Linked DNA regions of Mus musculus: region 1 is linked to region 2. Evidence: chromatin contacts called from public Hi-C data. All regions are on one chromosome and are shown on one strand. Each heading gives the region's core, a stretch centred on a gene start, on an enhancer-like site or on the middle of the called end of the contact. The rest is flanking DNA. Distances are from core to core; before and after follow the strand shown. Region 1 overlaps Nfkb1 (nuclear factor of kappa light polypeptide gene enhancer in B cells 1, p105). Region 2 overlaps Cisd2 (CDGSH iron sulfur domain 2).

Region 1 (7,716 bases), core at 1,050-3,549, 230 kb before region 2:
GGGGACAGCTGTTGGCTTGACTTGACTTTCTGGTGGTGATGACTGAAGAGTCTATTTCCACAGCTGCTGTGATTTCTTTGGAGGTTTCGGTACCAATTCTGGTCTAGAGACAAGACCAGGGTCCTAGACACACAGTTAAGCTTAGGTTGTTCTCTGGTATTTAATAAACAAGCTGTAACTCAAATAGCTTGTTGAGAGGCTGTGTTGGGATCCAGGTATCTTTAAAGGCAAAAGAAAAAGCATATATCACTTTAATTTCTTCCTACCTAATATAACTGTTTACACTTTAGTAGTTTGCCTTCGATAAAGAACATTTAGTGCTATCTCAATTGTTAGTCACGCCCACGTTAACAAGGTAAAGTTACAGGAAGTACTGTGAGCACAAGGAATAGGAAGGACGGGTGAAAGGAACGCTTCTGTTCTTATAGTCCTTCCATTCTCACATAGAAGATAGGACATTATTGATACAGGGGACATGTTACATACTTAACAGTTATTAACATACAGAGAAAAGATGAAGCAGGGCAGAGAGCAGAAGATGGGGTGGTCGGAGCTTAGGTGGAGGAAGATTCGAAAAACACTTGTCTGAGAAGAGAGCTGTGCACAGACTGGAGCTGGACAGAAGACAGCAGACATCCTGGAACAATGTCCCAGCTAAGCACGCAAGTCCAAAAGCTCTCTGGTGGGAGCCCTCTTGGCAAGTTCTGGAACAGCAGGGTCTACTATAGATGCATTGGAAATACAAGAATCAAGGTTGAATCAGGACCCCACTCCCCCAAAACCCCCGAGGCTCCCTCAGCCGCTGTCGAGGCTTTTTAAGAATAGAGACATTAAAATGTTTTATTTACTTCTGTTCTTTAACATGGGAAATTGTAACCATGTATTCCCAGATCTGTGTGTTGAGGCCCTTGTGCTAATCACTCAATTAACATGGGAAATTGTCATGTATTCACACAACTGTGTGTTGAGCCCCTGTGCTAATCACCCAGTTCCAAGTGTTTTCATTTTTGGAATTTTGAACTGAGGAATGATGACTTAGCATGTCCTGACTTGAACAAAACTCACTCAGAACAGGTTCTGAGGAGGCAGGCAGGGAGCCAGGGAGTAGCCTGAGAAGTGGTTATTTGGGGCTTCGTTTGAAGATCTGGCTTGATTTTATTTATTTTCTAATTTTTTTCAAAAGAAGAACTGAAAAGGCAAATAGAACAGTGAAAAGAGAAAGGTAATAAAGAGGACCCAGCCCAGGGAGCACCCCTTCACACTTCACCTTCTACCTAGACGTGTACCTGCCTGGCAAAGGGCTGGCAGAGGGAATATTTCTAACACCATCCTATAAATGACAAGCCACATTCCTATGCTCTTATGGAATCATGGAGTATTAAGCCCCCACACAAAGGTGAGGATTTGTCACATGTCACCAAAGCATTGAGACCCAATTGTACCTGAGGTACTGAGGGGCGCTTGACCTCTAGATATTTATGATGCATGTGATAAGTTTGAAAATTAAAAGGAAACCAAAAAGAAAACAAGGAAGCCCTGCATCAAGGCTGATGAGGTGAAACTTTCAGAACAGGGGTACATGCAGGTAGAGGTGTTTCTCTCTTCTCTTCTCTTCTCTTCTCTTCTCTTCTCTTCTCTTCTCTTCTCTTCTCTTTTCTCTTCTCTCTTCTCTTTGTGTGTGTGTGTGTGTGTGTGTGTGTGTGTGTGTGTGTGTATAGACTAGAGTTTATTCAGGGCCTGGGGAGGGGAGTTAAGAGGGTAGTGGAGTCAGAGAAAGGCAGAGAGAGGGAGAGAGTAGAGAAGTAGTTGCTGGCCATGACCATGTGGAGAGAGAGGAGAAGGGAATGGGGAGAGAAGGGGAGCAAGAGGGAGAGGCAAGAGAGCAAGGCAAGAGTGAGGTGTTACCCTCTTTCAGAGCAGGATGTCTGCAGGTAGAGGTATTACCTTCTTTCAGAGCAGAGGTGTGGGCAGTTAGAGGTGTTACCCTCTTTCAGGGCAGGGGTGTAGGCAGATAGAGGTTTTACTTGCCTGCTCTATATGAAACCCTCCTATCTGAGTGGTGGTTTGCCATTGTAGTTGCAGCCTGACTCTTGAGATGTTGATCACACTAGTAGGGAGTGTCAGGAACAGTGCAAATCCATGAACCCTGGTGAAGGTCCAAGTGTGCCAGCAATAGTGGTGAATCAAAGAGGTTTTCATGTATCCTGTCCCTGCTTTGCATTCCCACACCAATATTCAGAGGGCTAAGAGTGAACTCCACAGTGTTCTGCATCTTGGCTGTCTCTCCAAAGCTTACATCACTTGCTCAGGCTGTCTAAACTTGCCTTCTTATCTGCAAGTTAGGGTACTACTAGTGCCAACCCTGCCTATCTCAGGGTCATCAGAAAGCCCAGATGTTCTCCATAGATAAGAGGGAAGGACAAAAGGCTCCGTAGTGCCAGACAGCATGCAGGAGTCCCAGTGAGCTGCCAGCAAATTAGCCATGAAGCACGAGGATCAGAGGTCATTGGTTCGTGTAAGATGGCAGGGCTGGGGTTTGATCCTGGATTAGATCAACTCAGCATCCCTGTCTTAGCAAGACGAGACCAGTGTCATGAGTCCTTCCTATGCCATTAGCTATAATCCCGTTTAGCAGGCTTGATCTGTGCTTCCTGGTTGCACAAATAAATAATAAAGAACAGTAAACTGACTCCCTGTCATCCTTGAGAGGACATACATTATTAAACCAATATACTATTTCGTCTCTCTCCCTCCCTCCCTCCCTCCCTCCCTCCTTCTTTATAATTTGACTTGACTCAAGAAGAGTAAGCAAGTAGCCTTTTTTTTTTCTTTAAATGGAAAAGACTTTCAGGATGACAAGGGGACTCTTGCTCCTCCTTTTCACACCTAGCATGAGGCCTTTCTCACAATATGCCTCACCAGTGCCAACAAACAAGCAGGAGTCTCTGTAGCTGTACCTGTGCTCAGATCGGTGATTACAGCCATGGCGCATTAAAGCCAGTTAGAGAGAGAAAAATAACCGAGCCGAGTGTTGACATGGTGCCGTGGAAATGTGAATAGACTTTGGGGAGGCAGTGGCAGACCCCGAGTTCAGGGCACCACCACCTTACCCCAAACCATTGGAACCAGGTGGTGCATGTTACTTGAGCTTGCAAAGGGCTGGTTCTTTCCCCGGTGATATGGGGTGCCACTACTGACCCCACATGGCTATTGTGGGGATTTCTCCCTCCTCGGCTGTAGAGACAGAATATGCACATAGACTTAGATGAGCACGTGCTCTGGGAAATGAACAAGCATGCGAAGTAAGGCGTTATTTAACGCTTACTAGCCAGTCACATATCACTTTCCTACCCTATGTCCTCCAGTCATTCTCGAAAAGGGCACAGTCGTGGAGCCATGATGGGCTGACATTGTGAGGAAGGTGGGAAACACAAGAGACACGGGCTATTGGTGCAGCTGCTTGAAGGAACTCCTCCTGTGCGCTGTTAATGAGCAGGATGAGGGCTCGAGAGCACTGAGCACCCTGCGAGCATGACTGCGCTCGACCTGCTGAGAATGCCTTTCGAGCATGCGCTCTACCCGCCCGCAGAGAACGCCTGCCAAGCTGCCTCATCCTCCACTTGCTCCTTGCTTACTCAGCTCAACTCTGCCTTCAAATCTCAGTCCGCATGAGTTAAACACACGGAAGCTTTCTCTCACTTCCCAACCGTGCCAGACACTGTTATTAGACATTCTGTTTGATGAGTTCTCCAGTTAGGTTTTACCTGTATTGTTGAAGTTATCCAGTTAGCGTCAGTCCCACTGTTTAATTCCGTGAGAGAAAGAAATTGGGCTTGTTCTGAACGAGGTGTAGCCCCCACTCTCTGACCTTCTACAGTGTGGGGCTCTTAGAAAGGGGCGTAACAAACTAAACTGGTAAACTTTAGTACTCAGTGAAATAATGGGCTAGATAAGAAACAATTTTCTGAGATTGTTGATATCATCAGGAACCAAGTGTTGTCTTAACTCCTTTAATCTTAAAACAGTCCGGTGATACTTCGTCATTAATTTGATTTTTGAAGGTGGAGAAGCTGACACACGTCACTCCACGACAGCTGGGGGATTTGAGCCTGGCTTTGAGAGATCTTAACCTAACCATGACCTGCTGTGGTAAAGAGCAAGGTTGGGTTCACAAGCAGAGCCAGGCCCTGTTAGAACCCTGAGGATGTTCGAAAGAAAAATCAGCAGAAAAGAATGATTTTAGGTATGATGTCTTACATTTATGCTGCTTCTGCTTTCTGTCAGAGTACGTTAGCCGAATTCACCCAGAGAGCAGCCTGGCTTTTGAAACTGTGATGCTGAGGAAGTTCTAGGCCACTCATCTCTTGTTACCCCTTTGAAGAAACAGCAAATGCTTTTCCACAGTAGGTCAGGGCTATCTGAGGTTAAAAAAAAAAAAAAAAAAAAAAAGTACGTGGCTGACTAAGAGGGCTATACCTGAGCCCATGACTTGTAGTTCTTATTCTAAAAGGAGCTCTGACCCATGGACCCAGAATTCTAGAAGAGTTTTCCTTCATCAGGGAAGGCCAAGGAAGTCTGATTGTCCCCAAGAAGGGCAGCTGACACTAGAATAACATAGTATTTTGTAGAAAAATAAAACATAGCAAAAGAAAGAAAATAAATGTATTTGTAGAAAACTAACAAAACACTGCAATGTAGGAAAAAAGAAAAACCTTCCCCTTGGAATTGATGTGGGCCAAGTATCTTCCAGCCACTTGCTTCAAATGGACCTATTAGACATCCTCTAAGTGAGGGAGCATCTGACAGTCTGAGATAGCCCCTGAGGGTTGTCCTCTCCTCTGCTGAGTACTGTTGTGAAGTGTTTGTGTACTTGAATGTATATATTCCTCATTAACAGCCCCTTGAACATTACTGAACAGGTGAAGAGACCAAGCAAGGTCACACAGACTGGAACTGCCTCTCTCCCCCAGCCAGCCTAGCCTGTCTCTGAAGTCCACACTCTTCCCATTCCGAGCAGCTGACTATGCAGGATGGCTCCTTTGGCTTCTTACCTGTGCTTGAGTGCTTACAATTAAGAGTCTCTGTTCAGATTCTACTCTCAGAAAGACCTTCCTAGTAGACAGTTGCCCTCTATAAACTTTATCTTCAAGAGACGTAATACTTCCATTCCCTTCCCAGAATAAGTTTCTACATTGGTGTTGAATACCTCTTGGCCACTATGGCATGATAAATGATGGTTCCAAGAAATCGTTGTCAAGGTTTGCCTGTGCCGCACAGCTGTCCCCACAAGTAAGGCTTTCTTTCTCTCAGATGGCATCTTGGAAAGTACAGAAAGCCCAGGGCCCTCCCTGTTTTCATTCTGTGGTCTGTGTAAAAACCAAATGCTACCATCCCGACTACACTCTTTCAGATGGATCAAACAGCACATTGGTCACTGGCAGATCTTTCAGGTCCCTCACCTCAGAGTCCTCCCAGTTCCTCATTCTTGCCGCCCTTCAACCATGAAGTTAGTCGTAAGAAAAACAGTAAGTGCTTCTTGAATGCACCTCCCACCTCTTTCCATCAGCGCCAGTGACTAACTAGCCTGTCAGCGCAGCTTCAGAAGGCTCGGATTCCAAACTCTCAGGCCTTCTCCCATGAGGCCTTTCTGCTTAAGTGGAAAGCCTGCCTGATTTCACCCAAGTGAAGCGCTTCCTTGAGCCTTCCTGTGCTGTGTTCCTGTGCACACTGTCAGTTAAAAGTGGGATCACGTGACTCGCTGCCTCTGCCGATCATTAGCAGACCGATGTGATCAGCCATCTAGAGCTGGAATCAGCCATCCAGGGACTTTGTAGGAAGAGCATCATCAGCCTTGGAGCAAAACCAGAACTTGGTATTCATTGTCCTACACTTAAATGGGGAAGTATTTGGCCTGTGAAGAAAGACGACTTGCTAAATTCACTTCATTTTAATGTCAGAGAGAGTTTTAAGTTCTGTGCCTAAGAAAGCAACTCATGCTTTGGGACAGTCAAGGTTAAAGTTAGTACAAAACCTTTCTCTGAATTAGGTCACTCTGTAACTATGGGAAGGCAGTCCTGCTGATGGCCTCGCCGCTCTGGAAGAAGTATGCCCTGGTCTGTTTTATGTTGTGTTGGTTGACAAGCAAATTACACAGGATTAAAGTTTGCTTGGGCTGGGGTTTGAAGCCTGGGAGGGTTCAGGTTGTTGGTCAGCCATATCTGACAGGAACTTTGCAGCCCAGGACAAGACAGGAAATTACATAACAAGAGAGGCCATCTTGGCTGAAGTATCTCTTCCTCTTTGTATAGCTCACAGCTCCGTAGATGAGGGCTGGCTCTTATGGTGTATTCGATTTTACCTCCTAAAGATCAACTTCCAGACACCATCACTGGATTACATTTCTAGGCTCAAAACGTCTCATGAGTTTCGGGGTGGGTTCAGAAGCAACTCATTATAATGTTGTATCAGGGCTCAGGCAGGCAGGCCTCCTTGGGGAGTCTAGAGAGCTGGCTCGCTGGCCAGAAGGGAGACCGTTGTTCAGGGCAATGGTATCTTTTCTCCATACTCTCTGGGGAGTTACGCGAGCAGTGATCAGCTTCCCGGCTCTGACCATCAAAGGTTACACTGGAGAAAATCCATATTGAGAGCAAACTCTGTAGAGCCCTGCCTCCGTGGAGTCTGGACCCCGCTGATAGTAATGATATTATAAGTGAGCAGGCTGAGGAAGGCTGTGTGTCTTTACAGGAAGCTCCTTTAGCAGATGCAGGCTCTTCACGTTCACGTTGACATTTATCCAGAGAGGCGACGTACCTCATGCATTTCTAACAATAGGCGGGATTTATGGCAGGTTCTCACTTAATCGAATTCAGAGGGGAATAATGCCTCCGAGCTACTCATGGTGTGAGTCTCATGGTGTGGTTCTCATGTTGGGCCGTCTTGACGAAAAGTTCTACGCTGTAGAGGTCGGGATGGTCAACTAGACAAGAAAGACTTGGTCATCTCCTCTCTCCTGTCCTGTCCATTGCTGTTCTTACCACGTTAAAAATACACAAGTGAAATGATCGCCTCACATGGAAAACTTAACTTTGTAAAACAAGAGCTAAACCACCAAATGTGAAACCTACAAATTTTCAGTCAGAAAGTTTGCTTTTTTTATTTAAGAAACTCACAGACATCTGAACATATACAGTATAATGTCAGAACCCATGCCTGGGGAAACTACTCAAGACTAGTGGGTGTCCTGTTAGGTGATGTGGACCAAGCCATGGGCTTATGTCATTAAAAACAGCCTCCAGAGCCAAGCCCCTGAACAAGACTACCTTTCTGGTAATCACATGACAAGGAGTTAGGACTCAGTCTTTGTTTGTCTCTCTTACTTCATCAGTCACCCATTCCCTTCTCGTGCATGGTTTGCCCAGTTTTCATCACTGAAAATCGTGACAAGGTTTCAGAGAAGAAACAGTGTTGGTTAGTAAGGACCCTTGTGACAGTCCTACCTAATGAGGCATACTCTGTTTTCAGTGACTTGTTTCCTGGACATATAAACAACCCCCACTACCATTTTGATTTATTTCCATCCTGTCATGTGTTCATTGTATATTTTTTAAGTTGAGCTATAGTCAAATATGTATATATCTGCAAAATGTTGTATTTCTGCTGATTGGTTCCATGTTACAGTCAGGTCAGATGTACTAACTATTGAAAATGTGCTTCTCA
Region 2 (6,954 bases), core at 2,871-5,370:
TCTCTTTAGTTTTATTTTACAAGTCTCATGTAAGAGCTATTCTTAAACTATTAAAGATACAACCTACTCGTTCATGATGTTTTCTTTTTTATGTATGTACGTGTGTATACACATGGGTCTGCAGATGGGAACATGGAGGCCCAGGGCTCAGTGTGCAGTGTCTTCCTCAACTGCTCTCTTGGTGTCTTAGGGTTTTACTGCTGCGAACAGACACCATGACCAAGGCAACTCTTCTAAGGACATCATTTAATTGGGGCTGGCTTACAGGTTCAGAAGTTCAGTCCATTATCATGAAGTAGGGACCGTGGCAGCGTCCAAGCAGGCATGGTGCAGGAGAAGCTGAGAGTTCTACATCTTCATCTGAAGTCGGCTAGTGGAAGACTGACTTCCAGGCAGCTAGGGTGAGGGTCTTAAAGCCCAGACCCACAGCGACACACCTACCCCAACAAGGCCACACCTACTCCAGCAGGGCCATACCTTCTAATAGTGCCACTCCCTGGGCCAAGCATATACAAACTATCTCACTCACTGAATTTAGAGCTCATAGCTTGAACTAGGCTGCGCAGCCTAGTGAGCCCCGGAACGGCTCGTCTCCTCCTCAGCAGTTGGGTTACAGCTATGTGCCTCAGTGAGGGAGGGCCAGGGATCAGAACTCCGGTTCTCATGATCTGTCCATCTCCTGAACCCGTAGTCTTCCCATGTAGGTGTAAGAAACATTCCATCTTTGTAGTAATAAGGCTAAGAATTATTGAGTATTTATGTGTACCAGACATTACATCAAGCATGGACAGGGCCCATAAATGTATTTCATAATGTCAGTGAATTCCTCTATGTGATTTTACCTTTCTTGTGACCAACAGAAAGATCCAAAATTAGAGTTGGAAAATATCTGTGCTGAGGGAGTTTTACAAGGTCTGCACTCCAAGCTCATAACTGCCTATAGGCAGGGGAGAGGTAGAGCCTTTCTCGTCTGTGGCGGTGGGGTGTTCAGAGACTCTTGATTCAGTGCCCCCAAGCGCCTGCCTTCACCATCAGATTAACCAGGTACTTTCCCACAGATGGTCAAATCCCAGCATGAGTTCGGATGCCTTGTTTGTGGAAGCCATTCTGCTCTGTAAAACCATTGCTACAATGCACAGCAACAGTCATTGAAAAATATTCCAGCTGCTGCCATCCTTTTTGGGCTTCACAGAAGGCACATTTATTGGAGATTGGTGGTCTAGAATGAGATGGTCAACCTTTAATTTTGTCAAATAAGAACAGTGAGAAAAGTGAAAACTGTCTCAGAATGTAATTCTAAGTGCCCTGAGAAGAAAATAGTTCCCTCCCCTCCACATTTTCCACTTTAAAACATACTGTTACTCTGCCCAGACGTCCACGTCTGGGCGCAGGCTGGGGTTTTAGTAAGCTTTCACAGGAGCATAAGAATTGCCATCCTCTGTAAATTCCCAGAGTTCTATCGTGTGCTGTACACAGGCACTGAATAACCACACACACATGAATTGATAAACCACTTGAGTGTTGTAGAACCTTAGAGAAACAGCTTTCTTAGCTTCCTCACGATTGTTACGGGGGTCACCTAAGCTGCTGAAGTAGAGCACTACTCATTCCTTACTCAGCAAACAAGCACCAGCCTTACAAAATACCAGGTATCCTGGGAGCATTAGCAGGGTGATGGGCTAATGACTCACTGGTGTGGATAATTAAGCAAGATGTGTTGTGGAAAGCACGTCACAACTCAGCTGCGAGTTTGCTGCCTCCTGGTGATTCACTCACTGAAATGCTTTTGTGTTTTGTAACCTAATTTGTTAATAAGTTTATAGGAAGCCAATTAAGCTAGCTGCTGATCTGTATCATTTTTGTTTCATAGTCTTTGATTAGAAATGGCAGACTGTATTCCTAAACTATTTTAATGCTCCACTCCAAAACCAAACCGAACCAGGTGACTGTTGTACTCGATACCTGCCCAACAAGTTTAACTAATGAGATTTTACTCATTCAGACTCATCAGGGCCTGCATCACCAATCTGAAAAGGCCTAAGGATGGGGAACTGCTCACACGATCCAAAGCCAGTGCCCGAGCCCCTTCCATCTTCAGTCTACTTAGTTTTCCTTCATAGCAAAATCCAATTAGTTGGTTATCTGTTTTCTATTCCTAAACATAACACTTGTATTAAGAACTTTCTACAGCAACCACATGATGGCTCACAACCATCTGTAATGCTATCCAGTGCCCTATTCTGGTGTGTCTGAGGACAGCTACAGTGTACTCATATATAAAAGTAAATAAACAAACCTTGAAAAAAATTACATTTTAAAGGGGGGGGGGTGGTGGCTGGAGAGATGGCTCAGTGGTTAAGAGCACTGCTCTTCCAAATGTCCTGAGTTTAAATCCCAGCAACCACATGGAGGCTCACGACCATCCGTAACGAGATCTGACGCCCTCTTCTGGTACATCTGAAGACAGCTACAGTCTACTTACATGTAATAAATAAATCTTTTAAAAAAATTCATCCAGAGGCAGGTGAACAATAAAATGTGAGTGCTGACCAGAGAAATAACCAAAAAAACAAGTGAGAATTGAAAATGAAAGGCGAGCAGCTTGAGAAATTTGCATCAGGTAGTGTGATAGTTGAGAAGGTAGGATGTTACATTCACTGATACAGTACCCACTTTTGAAAGCTTAGTGCTAAACGTGGTATATCTAGGTGGAAAAGGTACCCAGGGTGTTCTTTGTTTTGTTTTTGTTTTTTCGAGACAGGGTTTCTCTGTATAGTCCTGGCTGTCCTGGAACTCACTCTGTAGACCAGGCTGGCCTCGAACTCAGAAATCCGCCTGCCCCTGCCTCCCAAGTGCTGGGATTAAAGGCGCGCGCCACCACGCTCGGCCCCGAGATGTTCTTGGTATGTGAGGGCTTCACTGCAAGAAGTTTCCCCATTGGGCTGGAACATTTCCAAACTTAATTGCTAACTTACTGCATAATTTTCTAAAATACGACAGGTGGTGTTTGAATCGCATAGATTGTGTTAGAGAATTTGCCCGCTACAGGGGCAATTGAAAGCCAAATGTGCAGCTGTGCCGCGACTGCCTCCACGTCTCTGGTGCACACAGACTGGATGAAGGAGGACACCTGTAGCTGCTTTCTGTGTTTAACTGCTGCATCTGCCCCCAGGCTTTTGTTCATAGTGGATTTTGACTGGAAGCCCTATTTTTCATTTTACTCAACAAATCTTTCTTTTGCAGAAGTCATGAAGCAGTCTTTAAATACAGTAGAATTACAAGCAGGTACACACTGCTAAGGACATTGCTCAGAGAGGCAGTAACAGGGTCTTTCAGCTCTCCCTTGGCGGGGTGGGGGCGGGGGGTTAAATGCGCAGATGCACTGCACATTAAGAAATGATGCTTTAAACAGTCTGGGTGAAACAGCTTGCGGAGCCTGCTGCTTCTCTCCTCCTTGAGGGTCCTGGGAATTGGACTCAGGTTCTCAGACTTGGCAGCAAGCACCTGCTGAGGTCTGCTCTTCTGATATGTTTTTGTAATGATAAGTACCGGCCCCATAGCCTGGCTGCTCCCTGGAAGGAGAGGATCTGCATGGACAATGTGACCTTGCTTCCTGATTAAAAGTATTGGTTAAATAAAGACGCCAACAGCCAATGGCTGGGCAGAAGAGACATGTGAGTGGTTTGGGTTTTCCAGGCTTGGAGTTGGAGGAGACCCTGAGGAGGCAGAAGAGGAGGAAGTGGAAAAAGGAGAGAGAGGACACCAGGGGTAAAAATCCTAAAATAATGGCCACGTAGGATGGCTGATTGGAGTTAAGAGCAGTGTTCTCTGACCCAAAGATGTCAGGATGCTGGGTGACATCACTAAGCCAGATGTGCCCTTTCTGTGGTCTTCCCCCACCCCAACCTTGAGGATTTACCTTCCCTACTTCAGCTGGTGGTGGGGCCTGTGGTTGGCCACTTCCTTTCACCAGATGAGAACCTATCAGGGCTCGCCCATAGAAATGGTGTGTGCGCTACTGCCACCTTGTGGCCGTATGTTCTTCACTCGCGCAGCACCATAAAAATTCAGTGCCAGAAACCTGAGCAGCGTGCATTTTTCCTGGCCACATCTTATCAAGCCACTGCTAATGCTGGATGTTGAAACTACGAGCGATAAAGCGGATCATAGGTTTCAATGTGGCAAGTCCTGTAAGGACAGTAATGTCCACGTGACAGCAAGTTAAAATGGTTAAGTGCCTAGCTCTCTCTCTCTGTGGAGTGATGACAGATGTGTCTACTCATTAAGCAGAAACTTTGCCTTGGTGAAGCATTTTTGTCGTGGAAAGAGTTATGGAAAGAGAACATGACAGATAAAAATGTCTTCTAAAGGAATCTACAGCAGTTGAAATGTGGACATCGGATACAGTAGAATTTCTAAAGTACTGTCCCACCGAGATTTCCTCACCCCAGTTCCTAGAACCTGTGAATCTATCCCACCTGTGAATATACCACGTGATTTGATGGGCCATACTCCAGGAAATTATCTATGCAGGCCCAATCTAATGTCTTTTTTTTTTTTAACATTTATTTATTTGGTGAGCGTGTGCGCACACACTCATTCATGCACACAAGAGCAAGCACGCAAACACATATGTAGATGTCCCCTTCGGGGCATGTGCTCACCCCGTGGTACTCATGCCAAGAGCTGGTTTTCTCTTTCTATCAAGGGTCCCAGGGATCAAGCTCAGGTTGCCAGTCCTGACTGCAGCCCCCTTCACCGCCTGGGCTCCTCTTGCTGACCCCACAGAAGCTCTCTGAAAAAGTTATTATTTGTACCGGGTGTGGTGGCTCACACCTTTCATCTCAGTACTTCGGGAAGCAGAGGCAGGTAGATCTCTGTGAGTTTACAGCCACCCTGGTGGCTTCCAATAAGATACCAGGCCAGACAGACGTACATAGTGAGTCTGTGTCTTAACAAAGTTATTTGGTTTTTAAATCATGGCAAACTACGTACATAATTCATCATCGTTCCCCATCGTAAGTGCGCACTATAGCAGTTTAACTGTGCTCGCATTAGGTGGCCAGCTGCCAGTACACTCCTAGTTCAGCTGAAGTTGAGGACCACTGAACAACAGTCTCCTCTCTCCTCACTTGCTGTCCTGCTGTATTGTTATTCTTGCTCAAACTGTACATGGAACTCCTATCAACATTAGAGGAAGTGACACAAAATTGTCTCTTGCTGCGCACATAAAGGGTTTTTCTTTGTGACTCAGTTGGTCTGGATTTTTCAGTTCTCTCAGTCAGAAATCCATTGACATTAAAGAAAGCGTCAGACTGCAGCATCAGTTTGACCAATTGGACGTATGCTTTCATTTCTTCCATTTTCAGTGGGAGGTGGTGCCCTGGTGCACGTGTGGAGTCAGAGAGCAATTGTGGGAGTCAGTTCCCACCTTCCACTCAGACTCGTGGAGTCAGATTCGGTCATAGGGCTCAGACACGAGCATCTTCACCCTTCCCGAAAGCCTAGTATGTCTTCATTCTTAAGAAAACAGGCATGGTGCCAGGCATGGTGGTGACACCTTTAATGCCAGCTCTAGGGAGGCAGAGGCAGGTAGATCTCTGAGTTCAAGGATAGCCTGGTCTACAGAGTGAGTTCCAGGACAGCCTGAGCTACACATGACAAGGATGTTGTAACTGAAATCCCGCATTGTGCCAAGGAACCTGGTTGGTAAAAGCATTCAGTAAGAAGGCAGAAGTAAGCCCTTAAGGAATGTTAAGGCTAGTGTTATTATAGTTTAATTGTTTATTTTATGTGTGTGTATCTGGGGTGTGGGAAGGCATGTGTATCATAGAGCATCATGGGAATTATGGAAAACCTTGCTGGAGTCAGCTTTCTCCAGCCACTGTGTGGAATCTAAAGATTGAACTTGCTATGCCTTAGTGGTAAGCTCCTTTAGCTTGTGGGAAATCTGGCCAGCCCTAGGCTATTTTAACATAGTTTAGATGTACTTGTGTTTTTTCTACATGTAGTCTGTGCACCATGTCCCTGCCTCGGGTCCACAGAGGCCCCTGGAATCCTGTTCTGATGCTCTTGAAGAGCAGCCAGTCCTCTTAACCACTGAGCCCTCCACCAACCCCGCTCCACCTCTGTGTTTCAAGAGATATTACTTATAGGCAGATACCAGTTTGAAGCAGATACCAGAAGCTCTCCCAGAAGCCCCCATACCCTCTAAAGAGCAACGCCCACTCCTCCCCACCCCCAACCTGGCAAACATCATTCTGTTGTCCCTGAGCTCACAGAGCATAATGCCCTCAAGGGCCATGAACATCATAGCATGTGTCAACATGTCAAGCTTTATTAATTAATGGTAAGTGTTCCCAAGTCTCTGCAGAGCCCACTTTATTTACCGGTATGCCTGTTGGTTGGCACTGGCCTTTGTGCTATTGTGATAACACCATTATGAATTCAGTTCACACAACTGTCTCAAGAACCTTATTTGCATATATTCTGGGTATAGAACCAGAAGTAGAAATGCTAGATCACATGCAAGTTTTGTTTAATGGTTAGAGTATATGAGAGAACATGTTCATACATGCACACGAGTGTGTGTGTGTGTGTGTGTGTGTGTGTAGAACAAGATGCCAAAGGAACAGCTCGTGATCATACATGATTGAGAGAGAACAAGAGAACACATCTATACTTTTGTCTTTGTGCAGGCCAGAGCTGTCAACCTTGTTTTTTTGTTGTTTTTGTTTTTATAGTCTCTCTGACTAGCCTGTAGGTCATAAAATAAGCAAGCCTAGCTGGCCTGAGCCTCAGGGATCCGCCTGTGTCTCCTCAGCACTGGGTTTACAAAGAGCCCATCATCTGGCTTTTTAACTGAGGTCTTCACACTTGCACTGCAAGTTCCCCCTACTGTTTTTTGGAAACAGAGTCTCATCTAGCCTGGGACTGCCTCACACTCATTATGCA

What was found. A called contact is a pair of places that touch in the nucleus more often than the background predicts.
Region 1: a Hi-C map of the G1E-ER4 cell line shows a contact between it and region 2, with 2.6 times the contacts expected there. The contact joins two enhancer-like sites. A contact is called at or near these places in 3 of 484 Hi-C or Micro-C datasets (all in the G1E-ER4 cell line) and 3 of 9 other capture datasets (adipose tissue, liver and pancreatic islet).

What each region holds. Positions count from the first base shown.
Region 1 is chr3:135,626,749-135,634,464 of GRCm38.p6, reverse strand. The region is part of intron 6 of Nfkb1 (nuclear factor of kappa light polypeptide gene enhancer in B cells 1, p105); the gene reads left to right. Among named protein-coding and RNA genes, the nearest start is that of Gm46827, 22 kb to the right of the region's middle. Within about 2 kb of position 2,299, at least 20 of the 459 cell types and tissues checked have an H3K27ac peak or open chromatin away from gene starts, as enhancers often do. A contact at or near this core is called in the G1E-ER4 cell line, where this site is marked.
Region 2 is chr3:135,399,532-135,406,485 of GRCm38.p6, reverse strand. Cisd2 (CDGSH iron sulfur domain 2) reads left to right here. Exons shown (of 3, transcript NM_025902.3): 3 at 1-74. Among named protein-coding and RNA genes, the nearest start is that of Cisd2, 20 kb to the left of the region's middle. Within about 2 kb of position 4,120, at least 94 of the 459 cell types and tissues checked have an H3K27ac peak or open chromatin away from gene starts, as enhancers often do. A contact at or near this core is called in the G1E-ER4 cell line, where this site is marked.